Regions from separate parts of the Mus musculus genome. Here all the other regions are linked to region 2. A link is a contact called in public promoter capture Hi-C data. All regions are on one chromosome and are shown on one strand. Each heading gives the region's core, a stretch centred on a gene start, on an enhancer-like site or on the middle of the called end of the contact. The rest is flanking DNA. Distances are from core to core; before and after follow the strand shown.

Region 1 (4,378 bases), core at 1,382-3,881, 520 kb before region 2:
ATTCATAGGCAAGAGACATATATATATATATATATATATATATATATATATATATAGAGAGAGAGAGAGAGAGAGAGAGAGAGAGAGAGCCAAGCTCATTCTCAGTAACACACCTCCTCCAACAAGGCCACATGACCTAATTCTCCCCAAACAGCTCCACCAATGGAGGACAGAGTATTTAAGCATATGAAGCCTATAGGACCATTCTCACTCAAACCACCACACCTTGAAAGGACTCTTATTTTTTTTTTAATTTATTTATTTTGAGAACATTATCTTTATTGCCATACTGTTTTTCAACAAGGATACCTTAATTGTGTAGTTAAACATCCAAGAAGCACAATATTGTGCTCCCTGATCAAAAGGACCTCATTTTCTTTGTGTGGTATTAGAAACTGGATTTGGAGCCTGATGGATGCTAGGCAACCATTCTCTAGTTACATCTTCATCCCAACAACAAGCATATTGCCACTGAATCAGTCACCATTGTCTCAGCCTGGCGTTCGGAATGTGTAGCAGCGCACCCCAAACTCTCTTTTCCTCTTCTACGATGGGGTCCTAGTGTTCTGGGACTGCGTAAATAAATGTCCTTAAACATTGGGATTCAGGACTTGCTTAGCAAATCGATAGCGATGCCTACACTTTATCTCGATTAGCAATGAACTATAATTTAAAAGTGATTTTTCGAACTCTAGTCAATGAGCACTTGCTGAGGCTTTGTAAGTAAGACAAAGTGGTTCATATAGTAATCTGGCGATTTCAAACATTTTGTGAAACGCTGTTGGAGGTGTACTCTGCTTTGTCTCAGCCCTCGGACTTTCAATTTCGCCATGAAGTTAAATGAGAAGAAGCTACAAGGAACTCCATGTTAGTAGAATGTTGTGGTGTGCCTAACTGAACTTGGCTCCTCCCAAGAACCCGGAAGAGCGGTTGTGTTACCAAGGTCACATTTCCTTAGCGGTTATGTTACCAATGTCACATTTCCTTCCGAGGTCATCTTAAACTCATGGATATAAATTACGAGGTGTAGACGATTTTAAGGAGTAGTTGGTTCCGTGTTCTGGAACCCCAAAGTTGAATTTGGAGCTCCTAGTGAGTAGAAGTCACGGTGTTCAATAGGTCAGCTGGATTTGAAGTTCAGCTTGTTTCAACTCAACAAGAGTTCTCTGCAGAATCTACGTGAACAAGCTGACCACCAGGGGGTGCAGTTTTGCTGCTATGGGCTTGGGAAAGACTCAAGCCTGAATCTTCTGAAGTCTAAGTTATTGTTTCATTATTTGAGAGATAAGTCTGTGTTTAATTTCTCCTTGGGAAGACGGCAAAACCTTGCTTTAAAGTTACACGATACATTTAAAGTTATTCCTCTGAGATAACCGCCCCCCCCCCACATTTGGAGAAATGTGGTTGGAAAGTGAGATATTTTGGTGACTAAAAATCAAGGTGAAAGGGACGTTGGGAAAGTCTAATAACTTCATAGTGTAATAGGATGACAGAAACAATTTCTCTGAAGGAAACAAGCTTAAACTGCATGAATAGGGTTCGTGCTAAGAAACATTTGTTCAAATAAGGGAAGTAAATGAAGACAGGAATTGTTCACGGAAACCATGGGTTTTAAATTTCTTTTTCATTTAAATCTGGTGTCCTACGCCTGAAGAATGAGACTGCAGCAGAAAGACACTTGATTAGTCTCTATCTCCGGAAATGAAACAACATAAAATAATTTACAGAATATTTAAATCAACGGGAGGTTTCCAAACCAGCCAACAACTGGCAATTAGCAATTAAAACAACCATCCTCAAACCATTTGAAATTACTTTGTTTCAGGCAAATGGGGCATCTAAAATCGCTTCTTCAAATCAATGGGGCAGCAGCAGGAATTGTCAGGGAGAAGGTATCTTTTTAGGCTCGCATGCTGGGCAAGAAAGGTGGTAATTGCCAATCACACAACAGATCACATTCTTGAGTTTCCTTGTTCCACTTGGAATCAGCTAGTTATGTGAGAAGGTGATGTATATACGCACAGCTAAAGTTGCTTTACCTCTGGGAATCCACAGGAAGCCTTCTCGTGAGAGAAGAGTTGCTGTCTGTCTGTCTGTCTGTCTCTTGTCTCTCTGTCTGTCTGTCTCTGTCTCTGTCTCTGTCTCTCTTTCTCCCCTCAGAAAGTCAAGATGCAAATGCATTTTAGAAGGGCGGAATTTAAAGACGGAGTAGCAGGGAGAAAGGAAACTAGAGACACCAGTGACCATGGTCCCAAATTGCTCCAAAACAAACTAATTGCATGAGAGCCAAGGGACACGGACACTCACTGCAAAAGGACAGAAGTAGGTGAGTGTCAGGCAGTCTCAGCCACCTCGGATTGCAAGCAGGAGGGCAGAAGGAGTCTTTCACCTGATCCTTAGCCTGCTGTGAGCTTGAGTGCTCTGGATAGCAAGCAGCTCATCTGCAGCCAGAAGGCAAGCTTCCCTGTGTCCTGGTACCCTGACTCCAAAGAGCTCTTGTCTCCAGGGGACCTCCGCTTAACCCCGCCCACAGAGGGAGGTGGCAGCGTCCAGGGGGAGGAGTTCTTCTCTGTCTCCGCCCACCAGGGGGAGGTGGGTCCCATTCGCCCCTCCCCTCCAAGCGGGCAAGTGACGCACGACCCCGCCCCCGGCCGCTCCGTAGCGCCAGCTTAGCAGAGGCTGCGAGGCGGGTGGCTCGGGTGGCAGAAGAGCAGCGGCTCAGCAGCTGGCAGAGAGTGCGCGGCGCCCCACACGCAACTTCCCCGCAGCCGCCTCGGCGGCGTCCGCCTGTCCCATGTCCCGCAAGGCGAGCGAGGACGTGGAGTACACGCTGCGCAGCCTGAGCAGCCTGATGGGCGAGAGGCGCCGCCGGCAGCCGGAGCCGGGGGCGCCAGGCGGGGAGCGCAGCCTCCTGGCCGCCGAGTCGGCCGCCAGCCTGCAGGGCGCGGAGCTGGAGCGCGCGGCGCGCAGGCAGTTCCAGCGCGACGAGACCCCGGCCTTCGTGTACGCGGCCGCCGCCTTCTCGGCGCTCGGCGGCTTCCTGTTCGGCTACGACACCGGCGTGGTGTCGGGGGCCATGCTGCTGCTGCGGCGCCAGATGCGCCTGGGCGCGATGTGGCAGGAGCTGCTGGTGTCGGGCGCGGTGGGCGCGGCCGCCGTCGCGGCGCTGGCCGGAGGGGCCCTGAACGGCGCCCTCGGTCGGCGCAGCGCCATCCTGCTGGCCAGCGCCCTGTGCACCGTGGGCTCCGCCGTGCTGGCCGCCGCCGCCAACAAGGAGACGCTGCTGGCCGGCCGCCTGGTCGTGGGGCTCGGCATCGGTGAGTGGCCGCGCCCGCGAGCCCCACTGACCCCCTTGCTCTCCCCTGCTCCGCGGTCCTTTGGGGGCTCGGTGGCACGAGCGCCCTGGTGGCTGTGGAGGATGCGTTCCCTTCTCCCGGATTCCCACGTGGAATCTGCGGTCGCCCGCGGGTCAGTCAGCGCCGGACAGTCTGGAGCAATTCAAGATACCCCAGCTTTCCCCGATCCGGCCTAACCTGAGGCCGCTTGTTGAGTTTAGGAGGGTCTCCACATCCCTGCCATCCCTGAGAGTGATTTCCCCACTGCCAGTTCTCCTTTAGGATGCTAAGCCCACCGAGCTTTAAACGAACTGCGAACTGCAATAATTAGTAGAGTCAAGGAGTTTTGAACTCCAAAATCCCTGCTCCGTTCCAGTTCCATCTTCTCTGCAGTGGATCATTTTTAAATAGAACACTATTTTCTCTCCTTGCTTTGTGCTCTGTGGTTGACTTTCAACCTTTCCACCTTTCTAGATGAAATCTGTCTCCCTTTCCCACCCGACTTAGAACTTTTACTTTGGGCCAACATTCACCATTCTTGTTTTGCCTTCTCTGCCTTTTCCATATGGGAACCAAATTATCCATTAAAGGTCACGTTCATTTCCTAGATTCAGTTAGGAGCCACTCCTGTGGATAAATGCCCAGCAAGATAGACACTTGCAATTTACTTTAGAAATGAAGAGATGTAGGTTCTCTGGGCATTGATTTTTTTTTTTTTTTTTTTTTTTTTTTGTCACCCTGTTTGCTGAGCGGGGGAGGCACTCTTGGTGTGCTCTTGGCAGAGGGAAGCTGTTTGGGATGTGCCCAGTGTTATTAGAAAGCACCTTTAAAGGGAGAATGGGAAGTTGTGACTTAAATCTCACTGGTAGTTTTCCAAGGCTATAAAATGTTTCCTTTTATAATTCAGTTTCCTTTAGGGTAAAGCGTTGCTTCCCCATGGGAGGGCTAGATGGATTCCCGGAGCTGTCCCTGAGCTGACCACTCTTCACCCTTCTGGATAGGTTTGTAAGGGGAAGCACACTCATTCATTCAACTCTGCCTCT
Region 2 (3,972 bases), core at 1,367-3,866:
GAGTCACTCTTCCACAGTGTTCCTACTGTTCACGTAAGAGTGAATGAAATACGTGTCCGTGTATGAATTTATAAATAGAAATTGTATAGTTTATATGACTTCACGTGCCTCAAGTGCCATTGTGTTCCCATTTGAGCTGGCATTGCATGATATGAAGACGAAGAGTAAAATTCATGGAAATACTCCAAAAATTTTACTGTGTGGAGAAAGAACTATGTTTCTTTACAAATGAAACATGGTAACTAAAAAGATCTTAGAAGGGGAAGACCTCACATTTTTATCCATTCAATAGCACTTTATTCACATCCCTAACACACTTGTCATTTATAGATTACGGTTTTACATTAGTAGTGCAAATCTGTAAATTGGCCCTCGCTGAGTGGTGCTACTTAGCTGTGCGTGGTCAGGAAAGCCTCTTTGGGGAAACGGCACTTAAGCTGATATTGAGATGTTCAAAAAAACCGAGGCCATGAAAAGACTTGGGAAACAGCATTCCAGGTAAAGGGAATAGCTACTCTAAAGACCCCCAGAAAGCAAACAAATATATGGTATTTCAGAACCAGAAGACCCCATCCCCAAAAAGCAGTAGTTAAGGAGCAGAGTCACTAAAGATGAGTCCGGAGTGTGAAGGGCCTAAGTCTAGAAGAATTTAGGCTCTTTGTGGTAGGTCACCATTGGAAAGTTTCAGGTCACGGAATGAGAGGAATGGCTGTTAGCATGGAGGTAAGAGGGGACTCTGGGAGCCCACCCTGGGCTTTTGTAACCGTAGAATTTACCCTTCTCTGTAGCAATTGTTATAGGCCTATTGGAATTTCTAATGTACTTGCAGACTTTCAAATCCCAGAACTAAATAGCTAATCCTTTGTATTCGTGGCATTGGTTTATTCTCTGTATCACTGGTGTCTAGCACTGTTTGCACCCTGCAGCCATTTCCTAAGCATTCAGTAAATAAATGTTCTCAACAGGATCTAAACCCTTGCATGGTAAAAGCTCCGACTTTGGGATTTTCTTTTTTAATGTAAGGTTATTAATTAGAGGAGTTACAGGGAAATATTACTTATAAAGAAATCTCAAAAAATATTATTCAAAATTAAGCATTGATTTTAGAACATTCAGCATTTAGAATTTGAAGTTATGCATGGCCTTTGCCTGAATATGAACCCAAAGCCCTAGCTATTATTGATGCTATTTGGCCAGACGTTTCAATCTGGTGGCTTGAGACTAGAGATGGTCAGACACAGTTTGAGGTTGTTTTTGCATGGTGTGTAAATATTATGCAGAATTAGTTGTTAATCTTTAAAACTAAGGCGTTTTTCACATAAGGATTTGATTTTTCTTTTTCACTTGAGGAACAACAAACATACAACCAAACCAAAAATGTGGCCACACAGGATCTGGGTGCCAGTAGATCTAGTCCAGGCAGAATGGGGACAGCTACTTCCTTAGGAAGGGGCCCGCCTTCTCGGTTTTATTTTATATATTCTCGACTTTGCTTCCTCCACTTCCTTAAGCTACCTGCCCAGTTCTTGAAGCACATGATTTGTGACAGCTCTTTTTTGAGACACATAGGTACTGTTGCTATCTAAAGTGAAGACTTTGAGAAGGTAATATATGTTGCTTTGTTGCTGTAGGTTGATCTCTTGTTCTTGTCCTTTATCGCAGAAACGAGGTGGTCAGACCAGATCCATCCACGCCTGGACCTGTCAAGTTAGGACAAAATGTGGCTCCATTATGTTGGTGGAGAAATATCGAGGCTAGGGAAGGCTCTCCAGGGAGAGGCCGGAGGACAGCTTTGTTACCAGTTTGTCACACAAAGGGACATTATAAAGTTTTTTTTTACCTTCCACCTATGTTGTCTGTAACGATTTAAAGGTAAGAAACAAAGTACATAGGACTGCCTCTAAGAATAAATACCATAGGCCATCTACCCATGGGTATACAAGGTTCAAACTTCTTTCTGAACCCAATATACACTGTGTTCTAGGACACTCTCTGAGCAGGGCGATCAGGTGTGTGATTTTAGTTTTTATCTGCTTGGGCCAGTGCTTTTATTTAGATAGCGACATTTAATCTATTATACTGTTTTGTATGAACCCACATGTTTATTTACTGAAATGTACGGAACAGTCCACAAAAGATACTCTGTGGCAAAGCTAACAAAGGCTGTTTCCACAGAGCTATCTAAAGGCATGTGGAAGGACAATGATGACGTGCAGAACACACAATGGGACACTGTTGACAGAATCTCGGGATCCCGGAGGAGCTTTTGAAAGGCCAGCAGGGAAAGAAAATCCGTTTGCAAGGATTTACCACGCTGCACGCCTCCATGGAAAGCAGTTGTGGAAATGCTTGGCAGTACCAGGGCCCGGAGCACTTTGCATGTGCATAGGACCGAACAGTAATGCACTGAAGAGGCAGAGGGGTGGAAAATCGTTCCACGTCCCAAGAGATCGGGCAGAGGACAGGGCCAGGTTTGGGAAAGGGGTCAAGGTCCGTGCCACAGAGGGGGCAGGTGGCTGCGGGGACGCGCCTCCGGTGGATGGGAGGGGGAGGGGGGGTCGGCTCGCCTCCGCGCGGTGCCGCGCCCGCCTGGCCGTGCCGCCGGGGCGGGGCGCACCGGACCGGCCACGGCTGACGCAGGGCAGCGCGGAGCCTGGCGAGTGGGGGCAAGGGGCGGCGCCGCCCTGAGTCACCGCCCCCTCCCGCGCCTCCGCGCCGCCACCTTTCCATTCAGTCGCCCAACATGGCTGGAGCACGGCGCTGAGCCCTCGCCACCGTCACCGTCACCGCCGCCGCCGCCGTCACCACCGCCGCCGCCTGCCCGGAGCGCTCGGCACGGAGCTGAGCCCCGGGCGGCCGCAGGCATGTTGGGCGCTGCGGACGAGAGCTCGGTGCGCGTGGCTGTCAGGTGAGCTGCGGGTGGACAGGAAGGAAAGCTGAAGCCAGCAAGCGGACGAGCGGGCGGGCGGACTCTCCTGCTGCCCGCTCCGGGGCCGGTGCGTCGCATCGCTGCTTCTCGGGGGAACAGCAGTGGCTGCCCCGCACCCCCACACCCCGGAGGATCGGGCGCCGCTCGCTGCACGCACGGACGCCTCGCGTTTGGCCTCCGGGTGAGCGTCGCCCGGTGTCCCCGGGAGTCGCCGCTGCCGCCCTGCAGGTGGGCCCGAGGTGTCTGTCCCCACCCCCCACTCCCTCCTCTCCAGCCCAGCCCCTGCCGCGCCGGCTGGGTTCGGAGCCGCAGACAAAGCGTCGCGGTGACAAGCGCGCCGCCCGCGCCCACTCGGGTCCCCGCGATGGCGTGCGTCGCGACACCTGGCCTCGCAGGTGTGCTGGTAGGGAGTGTGTTGCGGGACATAGGCACCCGCGGGAGGTCTGGAGAAGGCAGGCAACGTCAGCCAGCCGGAGGGTTAGATGGGCGACTGGGAGAAACAACCTGAGGTTAGTTAAGCACCTTGGATGTTGACAGTGACATCACATACGCCTGGGGTTGAGTTTTGAAATGCTGGCTGTGTCACCTTGTTGTGGTTAGTGACGGTGACATGGACATTCGGTGTAGTTTGGCTGTTTTGATGCATCGCAAGAACTCCGACAGTTGCTCTTGGAAAACTGCAGCATCATCACACTGAAAAATTAATGAAGCATTCCTCTTAGACCAAGTGCATGGCTTCCATTGCTCTGATAGTATACTGTTAACTCAGTTACAATATAAAGATTATAAAGAGAGCCTGTCTTCAGAGAAAGCCAGAATTCGTAAACATCTGTCAGCGCCTTAGTCGAAAAATTGAAAGTTACATAATGTAAGCGTTCCTATGGTTATTTTAGTGACAAATCTTGATTAAGCCCAGAAGTGGCAGTTTTGCATGTCCTGGGTCTTTAATTGTCTTAAAGCTGGGCAGTGGTGGCACATGCCCTAATCCCAGCACTTGGGAGGCAGTGGCAGGCGGATTTCTGAGTTCAAGACCAGTCTGGTCT
Region 3 (4,011 bases), core at 729-3,228, 810 kb after region 2:
ATCAGACCTTTGGCAGAGCCTTCGTTAGTATGCATCACTGGGAAAGCATACACTCAAAGAAAAACATCTTTAGATTCCAACTTGTCACAAATCTCATAAAGTCTCAGTTGAAATCTCTAGTTTTTCTGTTTATATTTAATTTCCAGGATGCAGAACAAGGAATATGAAGATGAACTGTATGGCACAAAAGTAAATACACAAAAATAAAGACAAGCAAACAAAAATATTTTTGCATCGTGGCAGGTTTTGATTGTATCAACCAAACTAAGATATCATTATATTTTGTGTAAGTTTTTATGCCATAAGTATAAGGATAAATTTTGATTAATGTCTCCCTTAGTTCACAAAGCATGAAACAAATAAAAACTGACCAAGAACAACATAGTAAGAGTGAAATGATAGAGGCTCCCGGCCGGGTGCTGTGTAATAGAATTAGACGCTGGATTCTGAGGCAGCGAAGTTGAATGATGGTTTCAGCTTGGCTGTTACACGGGAGTCATGACATTCGCAGTCTCCTCCGTCCCTCAAGCTTTCATGAATCCATACGATAAAAGAAGTGAAAAGATTCTGAAAAATCTAAGACTTGACACAAGGGCATGGCATTAACTCGTGAGACGCCTTAGCATCGTGGGATGGTTCACAGCCGTGATTGACAGGAGGAGATTGTAGGCGTATCAGGCAGACATGCTGCTTTTGGCTGTCAAACACTCAAACTAAAGTGAAGTATTGTGATGCTTGCTAGCTACGGCCTGGATGCCTGGCTGCTTCAGCTGCTTAGATGGAACTGAAACAGGAGTGCTCAGCACATCAGACTCTTAGACCACCTTCTTGTTAGATGATCCATAACAAATTTTACTTCTGTTGGCATCTGAAAGGCTCTAGGAGCGCCAGCCTCCTGCACAGGCTCCTCCTTTGAGCAATTAGCCGTTTCATAGACCACATACAGGGTCTTTACTCTTCAAGGAAAAAAAGATAACACCCTCAGGTATTGCTTATGAATGTTTACATTGTTGGCTCAAATTCCAATTTACTAGGGCTAGAAAGTGACACAGCAAACAGACGCTTTTACCCTGGGCCCTAAGAGTTTCTCCGCTACCACCCCAACAAGCTTCTAAAAGGCATCTTGGCAAGTCGGCATGTAGTGGGAATAAACAGAGGGTTAAGTGGCAGGGAGGTTGAATACTGGGTACTTTTACAATGCATTCATTCATTCATTCATTCATTCAATCATTCATTCATTGTATAGGCAATAAGTCACACGATCATTCACAGAATGACACTTATTAAAATATCTGCACCATGTCCCCTGCCCCGCTTTGCAGTCATTCTTGCTACTCCAACTACTCCACTGCAACCCACATCCATCCATGTTTCTTTACATGTTGCAAAAATAGTTGTGTGGTTTGGGGTTGTGTGTGTGTGTGTCTGTCTGTGTATGCATGTGTGTGTATGCAGGCATGCATGCATGTATGTTGTTTAGTTTGCTTTCTCAAATATGGCTTTGCTGTAAGAGCAGTTTGTAGTGTTGGAGACACAGTTATTTGCAATAAGCATAAGTAGCTGGGTCTGATTCATTCACAAGGTTATTGCTCTTCTGAGGAGGAAATTAAATCCCGCCTAGCAATTTTAATTTTAAAGTAAATTGTGGTGTGGTGCCACAGTCCTGACCCTGAACAATAATCTCATTTCATAGTCTTGGAACATTCTGGAGCATCTGGTGTCCTTACTAGTTCCCAAAAGCCATATCATAAAAGTGCTTAAAAAAAAAAAAAACCAAACAAACAACTTCTTGAATTCTATTAAATTTCTGGAGGAACTTGTCTCCTTTGCTTTGGTTTCTTCTTTGTTTTTAATTAAAAACGAGAGGAAAGAACAAGTAGCCAAGATTTTAAAATTAAATGGTAAGCATGAGCAGAAGTTACGTAGGCCTAACTTCCGTCTACCCACGGACTGAGACAGGCAGCGCTGAGCCCCCTTCTGTTCCTGTGGAGCATGTGAGTCCTGGAGATACAGTGACTAAGATCAGGTTCCTATGCTTTCATGTCTATATTTCAGTTTCTGGCACATTCCATTGTACCAGCCAGGGTTTTCTATCCTCTACAACTTCCCCACTCCTATGCATTTGCCCTTTAACCTTCCTCAGAATCACAGCCATCTTTGTTGTGCAAGTGTCCAGTGCCACCAACACTTCCTTAAACTAGTTCTAAGCCTTGCTCTTTATATAATAAAACTGCAGATCCTGCATTACCCAACCCCTTTGCTTCTTAGCAAAAACATATAAGAGATTAAAAATACAGTGCAATATTCTAAAGACTATGAAAGCCTTAACAAAATAACATATGGCATCAGTTATCTTTCAAGTCAGCAAAATTTAGTACTCAGTATTTGCAGATTCTTGCTGATGCCACAGACTCCAGGCACAAGGATGTCTATGACCAGCCCCAAATACAGCCTCTCCTTAAGTTAACACAGGTTTTTCTTTACAAAATCACTCACGTATTTATAGAACATGGGTAGATATGCATGTTTTTTTTTTTACTTCATCATTGTTCTATGATCAGGCTAATTAATAAGAAGAATAAGTCAGAAACACCACAAAAGAAAACAATTGGCAATAGTCTATCAACACAAGAATGAGCTAAGATTTTTGGAATCACCAAAGGTCAGAGAAAGTAATAAAATAACTCGGGGCATTATAAACCAGTGACATGTCAAATTCTGCTTCATTTTGGAAATCAATAAAAGATGTCAACAGTGCTTTTCCCTTCATAGTCAAAAGAGGAAAAAATAGTAGGCTTTGTGTACTTGTCAGATAATAAACTCTGAAGGCAACTCCCTGCCAACCACGAGGTCTACATATGAATTAGATTCTTCCAGGTAATTGCTTACAAAAATATAGCCTATGGTTAGAATCAATAAACAACCTATTAGCAAAACCACTATCAATTCCTTGAAAGAAAATAGATCAATACCATCAAATTCTATATTCTTATCCTTGAACATAAATCATATAATTATACTGTAGACACACAGAACATCTACACAATGCATTAATAAACAATAGAGGGGCCTAGCAAACACAGAAGTGGATGCTCACAGTCAGCTATTGAATGGATCACAGGGCCCCCAATGGAGGAGCTAGAGAAAGTACCCAAGGAACTAAAGGGAACTGCAACCCTATAGGTAGAACAACAATATGAACTAACCAGTACCCCGGAGCTCTTGTATCTAGCTGCATATGTATCAAAAGATGGCCTAGTCGGCCATCACTGGAAAGAGAGGCCCATTGGACTTGCAAACTTTATATGCCCCAGTACAGGGGAACGCCAGGGCCAAAAAGGGGGCGTGGGTGGGTAGGGGAGTGGGGGGGTGGGTATGGGGGACTTTTGGGATAGCATTGGAAATGTAAATGAGGAAAATACCTAATAAAAAATAAACAATAGAAACGTTGTGTGTAAATCTTAGAGAAAGAAAATTAATAAGCAGTACCATTCAGAAGATTTCCTATGGTTGAGGTGGGCATATCTCTCTCTCCCTTTGTAATTCTTTACTGATTGTCATGGTTTGTTTATTCTTGGACCAGGAAGTGGCACCATTTGGAGGTGTGGCCTTGTTGGAATAGGTGTGACCTGGTTGGAATAGGTGTGTCCCTATGGGTGTGGGCTTAAGACCCTCATCCTAGTTGCCTGGAAGTCAGTCTTCCACCAGCAGCTTTTGGAACAAGATGTAGAACTCTCAGCTCTGCCTGCACCATGCCTGCCTGGATACTGCCATGCTCCCACCTTGATAATAATGGACTGAACCTCTGAACCTGTAAGCCAGCCCCAATTAAATGTTGTTGTTTTTTTTATAAGACTTGCCTTGGTCATGGTGTCTGTTCACAGCAGTAAATCCCTAACTAAGACACCGATACTCTGAATTTGAGCTTTAGATCCCACAGAACAGCAGAATAATATTCTGTGGTGATGATTGGCACCTTGCCCTAGGGCTAAGGAAATGACGTAGTACAGG

The links. Promoter capture Hi-C pulls out the DNA fragments that hold promoters and counts their contacts.
Region 1: a contact with region 2 is called in a promoter capture Hi-C map of hippocampal neurons, with 2.1 times the contacts expected there. The contact joins the promoter of Slc2a13 here to the promoter of Kif21a in region 2. A contact is called at or near these places in 3 of 39 promoter capture datasets (the 3T3-L1 cell line, embryonic stem cells and hippocampal neurons), 2 of 484 Hi-C or Micro-C datasets (embryonic fibroblasts and embryonic stem cells) and 3 of 115 datasets of contacts at active chromatin or transcription factors (PVALB interneurons, epiblast stem cells and forebrain).
Region 3: a promoter capture Hi-C map of hippocampal neurons shows a contact between it and region 2, with 2.0 times the contacts expected there. The contact joins the enhancer-like site here to the promoter of Kif21a in region 2. A contact is called at or near these places in 8 of 39 promoter capture datasets (the 3T3-L1 cell line, the C10 cell line, cranial neural crest and 4 more), 3 of 484 Hi-C or Micro-C datasets (cerebral cortex and cortical neurons) and 7 of 115 datasets of contacts at active chromatin or transcription factors (craniofacial prominence, embryonic forebrain, embryonic hindbrain and 3 more).

The regions. Positions count from the first base shown.
Region 1 is chr15:91,571,514-91,575,891 of GRCm38.p6, reverse strand. It overlaps Slc2a13 (solute carrier family 2 (facilitated glucose transporter), member 13), which reads left to right and starts at 2,631. Exons shown (of 10, transcript NM_001033633.3): 1 at 2,631-3,317. The coding sequence starts at 2,795.
Region 2 is chr15:91,048,595-91,052,566 of GRCm38.p6, reverse strand. Kif21a (kinesin family member 21A) reads left to right here and starts at 2,616. Exons shown (of 37, transcript NM_001109040.2): 1 at 2,616-2,908. The coding sequence starts at 2,865. Gm52215 reads right to left here. Exons shown (of 2, transcript XM_030248879.1): 2 at 2,666-3,622. The coding sequence starts at 3,355. The coding sequence ends at 2,690. It overlaps Gm36710 (a long non-coding RNA gene), which reads left to right and starts at 1,514. Exons shown (of 2, transcript XR_384343.1): 1 at 1,514-1,569; 2 at 1,663-1,844.
Region 3 is chr15:90,242,243-90,246,253 of GRCm38.p6, reverse strand. No RefSeq gene overlaps it. Among named protein-coding and RNA genes, the nearest start is that of Mir7648, 20 kb to the right of the region's middle. Within about 2 kb of position 1,978, at least 5 of the 459 cell types and tissues checked have an H3K27ac peak or open chromatin away from gene starts, as enhancers often do. A contact at or near this core is called in hippocampal neurons, where this site is marked.